2 separate regions of the Pan troglodytes genome follow, and region 2 is linked to region 1. A link is a contact called in public Hi-C data. All regions are on one chromosome and are shown on one strand. Each heading gives the region's core, a stretch centred on a gene start, on an enhancer-like site or on the middle of the called end of the contact. The rest is flanking DNA. Distances are from core to core; before and after follow the strand shown.

Region 1 (4,742 bases), core at 1,209-3,708:
TAGAAATGGTCTAGTCCAACCACTTTGGGTTTCAGAAAAGGTAACTGAGAAAAGGTAACTTGTTAGTATGACAACTAGGACTTGAGCTTATAGCACATGGCCTCACCACTTACATGGTCTACTCCCCAAAGCAGCTCTGCTCATTTCATTCTTTTAGGTATTGGCTGGTGACTTAATTTGTAATTTAGATTTTAAACGGTGAGAGTATGCTGAGATCCATTAAACAAGTCACAACTAAACTTGAGTAAAACTATGACCTTTAATTGTAGACATAGAATTAAGAAAGAAGATGGGGTGACCAGCCTGAGCAACATGGTGAAACCATGTCTCTACTACAAATACGAAAATTAGCCGGGCATGGTGGCACACGCCTATAATCCCAGCTACTTGGGATGCTGAAGCAAGAGAATCATTCGAATCTGGGAGGCAGAGGTTGCAGTGATCCAAGATCGCGCCACTGCACTCCAGCCTGGGTGACAGAGTGAGTGAGACTCTGTATCAAAAAGAAAAAAAAAAAAGGAAGAAAGATGGGATTTTATGAAAGCACTGTCATCTCTCAAGAGCAGGTGCCCACTAAAATAATTAAATCTAAATGTACAAATTCTTTGCATATACATACACAACACACACACACGAATATGTATTTTTAATGAAGACAGCTATAAAAAGTGCTTAAACAGTTAACACTGATTTTAAAACTAATTACTTCAATAAATATAAAAACTTCACACCTCAACTGGTGTTCTACATTTTCCATCTGGCTTTAAATCTGAAGCGAATTAATTTGCATTATAAAATTTGGAAGCTGTATTTCAACTTAGATATTCTTTATTTTAAATTATGAGCTTAAGCGCTGAAGGACATAAAAATAAAGCCCTAAAAAAGCACAGACAGTAGATGGATTTTTACTATGTCTGCTAATTTATTCTCAACGCTACAACAGAAATTAGCATATGTCCTCACTCTCTCTCTGCAATCCATTCCTAAGGCCTACTTGGCTTTCACTTCTCTCATACGTGCACTGAATAACACCAACTGACCGATTTCTACATCTGCAGTCAATGTAACGTCCTAGTAAGAGAAACAACACATTTTTCGATGCCTTAAGAAGGTTGCCAAAATATAGAAGAGGCCTTTGGCATATTTTTGGGGAAAAAATACGCAGTAATTTGGACCCACAACAGTTGGGTTTCCTCACTGGAACCAAGTATCTAGTACACAGAACAACCAGGCTACGCAAATCTTCTCTGTGGATGGCTATTATAAATAGACAGATATGCCCGTATATTTAGCAACCCAGTGCATTCCATACTAAATGAAATACTCTGAGTCTTGGAAGAATCTTCTAATGGTTAAATACCAGTTGGTTTCATTTAATTCAGGAAATATTTATTGAGTGCTTCTTATGTGTCTAGCGTGGTTAAGAGTTAGAAACATCTATGGGAACTTCTAGAATCACCACTGAAGTTTCAAAGGATGCATCATTTATCATTTCTCTGTTTTGAGAAATAATTGGACAACCAGCTACCTTTTCACTTCTAATGAGATTGAAGAAACCAGTCCATGTTAAAAGGGGCAGTCTTTAGGATCTATTATACCAACACTAGAGGAGCGACGTAAAGAGCATAATTCTTGACAAGAACATTAATTCACCGGCTTCGTTCCCCCCACACCAAGTTAGATGTTAATGTGTTGCATGAAGAGTTTCAGGTAGGTACAGCACTATGTTTTTCATCTTATGCAACAGTCTTTTCAGGGAGAGTCCAAGAATTGGGAAAGCAGTGCTGACATAAGATCATTCACACACAGAATCAAATGATTCTACAGGATGCTTTGTTTCAGGAGGTTAAAAAAAAAGAAAGGATCTTCATTCAGGGCAAAATAAGGCCTTGGCAGCATAAGGACATTCATTAGAGTTACCTGGAAATACCGTGGTAGAGAAGTCTAGAAGGAAGCAAAAGGTTTATACAGCATTACGGCTTAACGTAGTTGCACATATACAGTCATCAGCTTTTACAATGACACTGTGTGGGAGTACTCAGCTGTTTCCAATCAGAAAAGTGATGCAGTAAGTAAAACTTTAGTGCTAAATCATATTTACTCTTAAAGGTGACCACATATAAAAAGTGTAACAGTTCAGACCATTACTGTGAAAATTTTACCCTTTTTGTTTGTTTTTAAACCCAACGATTTCTGATGCCAGTAGATGGCACTAGTGGTATATTAACAAGCATAAATCATTCTTTTGCTCCCGCTTAAAGGGCCGTACTCTTTTATAGAAACACTTAAGCAGCCAAAGAAATTGCTCTATATAATCGTGGTTTTTCTGTAAAATGAAAAAAATTAGAATAAACTAAAACATCTTTAGGAAGAGAGTCCCATGGAGCTAGTCTGTGCATCCTAAGTCCACAGAACATAGCATTCCTCCTCCTGACTGCACTGTCAGTCACTTTAATCCGACTCTTGCTAATATACTCTGTCTTATGACTGCCACACTGCGCTCCTTGCCAGGAAGAGCAGCGCCTACCAGAACGTATCACATTGAGCCACTGTCCCCAATGTCATAAAAATCAGTGAGACAAAGTAAAACAGAAATTGGAGCCAGAGGAAATAAAACTGTAGAAACCCACTAAAAAATCAACAGTAAAGTTAAGGAGTTATGATTGGGTGACAGAAGAAACCTCAAGGAAGAAAAGTAAATTGAGGTGCTGCTTGGAAAGAAGGAATTACACAGTAGATTAAAGTCAGAGGAAGGAGTTTGAAATACCTGTGAATAGCTGCAAAAAGGTCTTCTGTGGTCCTGGGTCGACTGGGGGTCATTACCTCATCACTCCCGTCTTCCTTGAGGAAGTCACAGGCCTCTGAGGATGAACCGGCTGCGTTGGTCTCCGGCACCCCAGCTACAGAAAGCAGGCAGGCACACAAGACGCACAAGTGACTGGAATTTCAGTCCTCAGCCAAGCTTCTAAATATGCTGCTTCCCTGCCATTCCCGACAATGTGAGAACCACAGGGAGATGCCGTGGGTCTGTAGTTTGATAGTTTACAAAGAAGGGAGGAAATGACACTAGCCTGAGAGCCAGAGCTCATTCTTTGTTAAAGTATGGAACGCCCATGGCATCTCTCTTAAATTTTGTTGCAACATTTCTTTGCGCGGCTCTTCGGAAGGGAGATGTTACCCATTGCTATTTAATACCCAGCCTGCTGCAGATCATCTCCATCCCCCTATTTTCTGCCATGCCTTTAGGTCTAGATTTTAAAAATAATAACAAAATGCAAAGTTGGTAACTTAATCTGTGTTTTAACACAGGAAGCCTACATACTGCTAGCTTTAACAGGAATCTGATCTACCTGGGTTCTTTCCACGTGTGAGCATTCAACAACCCTATCTGGTTCAGCTGCATATGGGCAGAGGGCACAGGAGAGAGAAGCCAGGAAGCCAGACTCACCTGCTCCGTCCTGTTGAGATAGGCAGCTCTCCCCATCGCCCCCAGTATCCGCACTGTTCTCGGCTGGCTCCTCCTGCTTGGGGGCTGGTGAGACATCGGGCTGAACCATGGGGACATTGGCTTCCACTCTGCCGGGAGACATGGATCCTGCAGCTCCTCCCTCAAGAACCGAGGTGCCAGGGTGCGTGGCATGAGAGCCAGCTTGGGCTGCAGAACTCTCTTTTGCCTCCCTGCTGTGCACAGAGCCCTCCTCTCCCGTCGTGGGGCTGGGCACAGCTTGGAGGGCTTTGTTCACGTTCTCTGCGGGCTCCACTGCAAAATCTTTCTGCGGAGGTGGTACCACCAGGAACAGTTTGGGCTTCTTGGAAATGGGGGGTGGCTTCCTGCTGGGTGAAGAGTCTGGGAGTGGGGTGGTGCTGGGGCTGGGCCGAGCCTCTGCCTCCCCAGCGCTTGGAGCTCCAGGGCTGCGGCTCACAGGGCCACCACGCTCAGCCGCACTGCCATGGTCACCCTGACTCGAGCTCTTGGCAGGCGTCAGAAGCGAGCTTGTCACAGAGGCAGGCTGGCTTTCACTCTCCATTTCATTTGTGCTATTTCGGGATTTCAGGAAAGCAGATGGCTTTAAGTGGTACTGTGGAGCAACTGGAGTTCGTTGTTCCTGAGCTGTTCGTTCAGACAACTGTGCCGCCTCAGCGCCTGAGTTCTTTCTCACGGGCCTCAACTGCACCATCTGCAATGCTTCCGTGGTTATCAGGGGCATGGGGGGCCTGCTGGTCTCCTCCTTGGTAGAAGGCGGCCTCAAGGATCCCCGGGAGGATTCTGGCTGGCCAGAATTTGTGAAAGGCGGCCTGGTGTCTTTCATGAATTTGGGGTCAAGAGGTGGGGCAGGTGGGGGTTCCGAGGAAGGTAAGAGAGGTGGGGGCAATGGCAAGGACACAGGTGAATCTGGAAGAATGGGGCTCAGTGCAGGGCGGGGAGGAGAAAGGCACCAATCAGGTGGGGAGCAGAAAGGAATGAGAGCTTCTGGCGGCGGAGGGGGGAACACAGGAGAGTGAGGCAGAGGAGAGCCCTGGGAGCAATCTGTGACAGGAGGTGGGGGAGGAAGGAAAGGAGACCTGTCTGCAGGACAAGGGAATGGAGGAGAGGGAACAGGAGGAGGAGGAGGAGGAGCCGGGGGAGAGCCCACGGCTGGATCCAGCTTCTTCATAGTGCCACTTCCTTCAGTAGAAGTACTAGAAGAAAGAGAAGTGGACGATGAGGAAATGGATACTGAAGATATCAGAGAGGACTTCCT
Region 2 (4,468 bases), core at 876-3,375, 170 kb after region 1:
TTAATGAGACCCCAAGTTTACAGATTTCTCTGTATCACTCACTCAAAAGTGGACTTTTTCTTTTCTAGATTATTTTCACAAAGAAAGAAAAATGTACTTTGAAAGGAGCAAAGTGCTTAAAACAAGGAGTGCACCACAAAATCGTTCAGGGGCCGCCTGCTGTGGTTAGCTGGCTGCTGGTTCACACGTGAGCCCAGACCCTGTTCCCCAGCACAAGCCCCATCCAGCACATGACCCTAATTTGCAACTCAACATTTCACTATATGTCTTGGACCTTTGCAAGTCACTTTAGAAATTCAAAACCAGAGATTCCCACTATGCTGAAGCCAAGCCTACTGTACAATATACATCACAGGGTGTAGGCCTCTGCAGGCCTTCTAAGTACGTCAATCACCTACAGAAGATAAAAAGTGATTTTTTGAAAACCATTTTCTTTCTAAATAATATTTACTTAAGCTATTTTATGCATACAGTCTCTAGGCAGTATATGTCAGGAAAAGGACCAGCCACTAAGAAGAGGAAGAGAGTTAAAAGTAAAGATATAGGCTGGGTACAGTGGCTCATGCCTGTAATCCTAGCACTTTGGGAGGCCAAGGCAGGAGGGTCACTTGAGGTCAGGAGTGTGAGACCAGCCTGGGCAACATAACGAGATCTTGTCTCTGCAAAAAATATTTAAAAATTAGTTGGCTGTGGTGGCAAGCACCAGTAGTCCCAGCTACTCAGGAGGCCAAGGTGGGAGGATCACTTGCGCCCCGGGAGTTCTAGGCTGCAGTAAGCTGTGATCCTGTCGCTGTGCTCTAGCCTAGGCAACAGAGTGACACCCTATCTCTTTTTTTAAAACAGATATATTAAGTCTTTTTTACAAAAGTGAATTTCAATAACTTCAATATCATAGGGGAACCTGGAATCAATTAAAAGATTCTCTCCCTCTTTCCTTTCTTGAATTTTTTTAATCAGCAGAAAAGATATTTATGTACAATGAATGGGTAAGAATAGCACAGCATACAGGTGAAGTTGAAAGATTTCGGAAACAAAACGCTGAGTCCTATGGAGACAATGGGTAAGAGAAAGTGGAAAGTGAGGGGTCCAGAGGTTGCCATGCCACCCTTGCACCTATGTGCCACGATCTGTATAATTGGCAGAGGGACTCCAACATGGCCCGACTTTCTCCTCCTTATTATTAGCATGGTGGTGTTTCTGGGTCTCTTCCTCTCCAACACTGCCCTTCTTCCCAACCCCAAGAGAAAAAAAGGCCATAAACCCTACTTGGAAGCTAAAACCAAAAAATATCCAGGATGAAAGTATGTTTTCCTTTGCAGGTCTTATGCAAAGGAAAAGGCATAGAAAGGTAATGGTCTGAATGCCTTCCAGTAGTCAATGGTCGATCCAAGGAATGCAAAGGGGCAGAGGAGGCAGAATCTACCTCTGCCTGGCAATGGAGTAAACCTAGACACACTGCTGAAACCCACTGGACATCAGGACTGAACAATGAAGAGGTTAAATTACCTCCCCAGGGCTCTCCCAGCATTCCATCCAGGGTTCCCATCCACCAGCACTGACGCTACTTGGCAGTTTTGAATAAACAATACAACATCTCAACTATTGTTAAACTACAATGGGAGGCCTCCAGCGTCATGTGGAAATTATTTTTAAAATGAAAGCTTTTTCATCAACTGCATGAAAAAGCACTTAATAAATCCAGAAACAGTCTAAAAGGATTATGTGGACAAGTCAAAATGTGATTTTGATGGACTAAGTGGATTGCTGAGACACATCATGACATTTAAAACCAAGCGCAGAAACTGAACTGTATTTCATTTGTTAAAACGCTTAAGATTATAAAGGAGTGATACATTTGGCAAGGTAGCCAAGGTTCTTGAAAGAATCAGCAGCGCCGCAAAAGGACATCGAGGAGCTCAATGCAGCTAATTTAAGCAGACCTGCTCCTGAGAAGTGAACCAAGCTTGGTTAAGTTTTTTAAGTTCACGTCCGTTTCTCACCCACATTCAATTGGCGGGGGTGGGGGGGAAGTTCTGAAAGCTTCCATGAGATAATCCTTTAAAATAGTCTCTAGAGGCAGCGGCAGCAGCAAATTATTCATTCCTACCTTGCGTGAGTTAAGCGTGACAGAAAAACTCTCTCAAGCAGAGTTTGAAGTGCTCAGGGTTCCCGCCTTGCAATCAGAAGTTAAGACCTACCAGGAGATCGAGATCAGTGGCAAAACCCTGTCTCTACCAAAAAATATAAGAAATTAGCCAGGTGTGGTGGCGGATGTCTGTAATCCCAGATACTCAGGAGGCTGAGGCAGGAGAATCGCTTGAACCTGGGAGGCAGAGGCTGCAGTGAGCCAAGATCGCACCACGGCACTCCAGCCTGGGCGACAGAGTGAGATTCTGTCTCAAAAAGAAAAACAAAAAGTTAAGACCTGCAAACAGTGAATAGAATACAAAAGCCTAATTCAGTGCTGGCATATGAAGCATCAATCCATAAAAATGGCTGGTTAGTTTCCGAAGTTTTGATCTGGTGTCATATAGCCTAAAGAACAAAGAATTTACAGGAAATGATTTTAGGAGCCTGGAAATTTTAATTCCATCTCAGATACTGTTATTTCCTTTTAATAGTAAAATCTATATAACTATTGATTTGACAAGTTTTTCATTTGGCTGCCTGTGCTATTAATCATCACGGAACTTTAGTCCAAAATTCAAATCAAACATCACCATATGCCTCACTTCCAGGTCCCGGGTACATGTTGTTCGTTTCTGGTTATTCTAGTGTAGACTCCTTGCTTCCTTTAGCAGCTACACATTAGGGAGACCAAGAAGTGAACATTATGAGCTGGTAAAGTACCTATAAGCAGCAGGACAAACCAATCACCCTCTACTGTGAAAAGTCGGCCTCGGCACACCCAACAGCAATGAAGTATGCACACTTCCCTGTATGCATGTTATCTTTCAACTACAAGTTAGAAAAAAATTAAAAACCAAAAAAACTCAAAACATTGCTATGGCCAGGCCCAGTGGCTCATGCCTGTAATCCCAACATTTTGGGAGGCTGAGACAGGAGCATCACTTGAGCTCAGGAATTGGAAACCAGCCTGGCCAACCAGGTGAAACCCCATCTCTACAAAAATTAGCCAGGTGTGGTGGGACATTCCTGTAATCCCAGCTATTCAAGAGGCTGAAGTGGGAGGATAGCTTGAACCTGGGAGGCAAAATTTGCAGTGAGCCAAGATCATGCCACTGCACTCCAGCCAGAGCCACAGAGCAAGACCCTGTGTCAAAAAAACAAAAACAAACATTGTTCTTTTATGTCACATATAGCCTTACATCAATTCGACAGCTACATTTAAATATAAAAGTATCTAGTAGGTTTACCAATAGGTCATTTGGGGTTAAAAGTAAGAGAAATGCAGATTTGTAATCAAAAGCTAAGGGTTAACAGACAACATTCTAAAAATGTGGAAATCTAATGTAAACTTACAATTTCATATTTCTTAGTTCCAACTCCAGATAAAACAAAAGTATGTATTTTACTGTGCTAGTGAATTGTTGATAGGTATCTGAAATCCTCTAATGAAGACCTCAATCTCTTAAGTTTCCTGCATTAAGTGGAAATGAATTAACACGTAGAATGAATGTGTATTTCTTGAGGGCCGCCACACACCAGGTAGAGAGGAAACTAACTGCTAAAAGACCCAGGGATGAAGGAGGGCAACACGTGGTCTGATCTTAGTGGGGTTAACACTCAGGAAGACAGGAAGGCAGTGGAATGTGAGTGAGAAGGCACGATTACAACAAATGGTACGTAACTTTGAAATTTGTGAAATGCACGGTTTTATTTTACACATACCCTTTTATATATACAATAAAAGATGTGGCATGTATTAACGTTACCCAATGGAGAACTAATTAATGGAATTCACTAATGAATAAATGGAATTTGTCCCTTTCATTCTTACTGATAGTTGTCGTTTGAGGGGGTTGGAGGGTCTCTTTCACTCTCTCTATTTTATTTTCCTTTGTTCATCTTTGACTTTCTCATCTCCTAGTCTGGTTTCAAACTCATGTCTTTCTTGCTTTCTGACACTCATATCTACATTGCTTAGTTGTTCTCCTTTCGGTATTGACAAGTATTGGAAACTTTATGGAAAGTGCTGGCCTAGCTTTCTATTACCTGATATTTTTCCCCAAATTGCCACCTAGGAAGTCTGAAGTTTCACTCCTATTAGTTCATTGACACGTCTAACCCCAGATCAATTTCTTTCCAAACCAAGCAGGACCCCTCTGCCTCTTACTGCCATTTCTACATTTACTTTTTAGCCTATTGTCATTCACTTAATTCAATAATGCAGAATGCCTGGCAAATCCCATTTAAAAATGTCCAAGAGATGGGCTGAATTTAATTCCAGGGTTTTTTTGTTTTGTTTTGCTTGTTTTGTTTTTGTATTTAGCTGATACTCTGAATT

Evidence for each region. Hi-C and Micro-C count contacts between places; a contact is called where the count stands out from the background.
Region 2: a contact with region 1 is called in a Hi-C map of stem cell-derived neural progenitor cells, with 3 times the contacts expected there. The contact joins two enhancer-like sites. A contact is called at or near these places in 5 of 7 Hi-C or Micro-C datasets (blood, induced pluripotent stem cells, a lymphoblastoid cell line and 1 more).

What each region holds. Positions count from the first base shown.
Region 1 is chr5:150,274,498-150,279,239 of NHGRI_mPanTro3-v2.0_pri, forward strand. NHSL1 (NHS like 1) reads right to left here. Exons shown (of 8, transcript XM_009452091.5): 6 at 3,449-4,742; 7 at 2,768-2,900. Among named protein-coding and RNA genes, the nearest start is that of HEBP2, 25 kb to the left of the region's middle. Within about 2 kb of position 2,459, at least 5 of the 24 cell types and tissues checked have an H3K27ac peak or open chromatin away from gene starts, as enhancers often do. A contact at or near this core is called in stem cell-derived neural progenitor cells, where this site is marked.
Region 2 is chr5:150,441,991-150,446,458 of NHGRI_mPanTro3-v2.0_pri, forward strand. No RefSeq gene overlaps it. Among named protein-coding and RNA genes, the nearest start is that of NHSL1, 22 kb to the left of the region's middle. Within about 2 kb of position 2,126, at least 1 of the 24 cell types and tissues checked has an H3K27ac peak or open chromatin away from gene starts, as enhancers often do. A contact at or near this core is called in stem cell-derived neural progenitor cells, where this site is marked.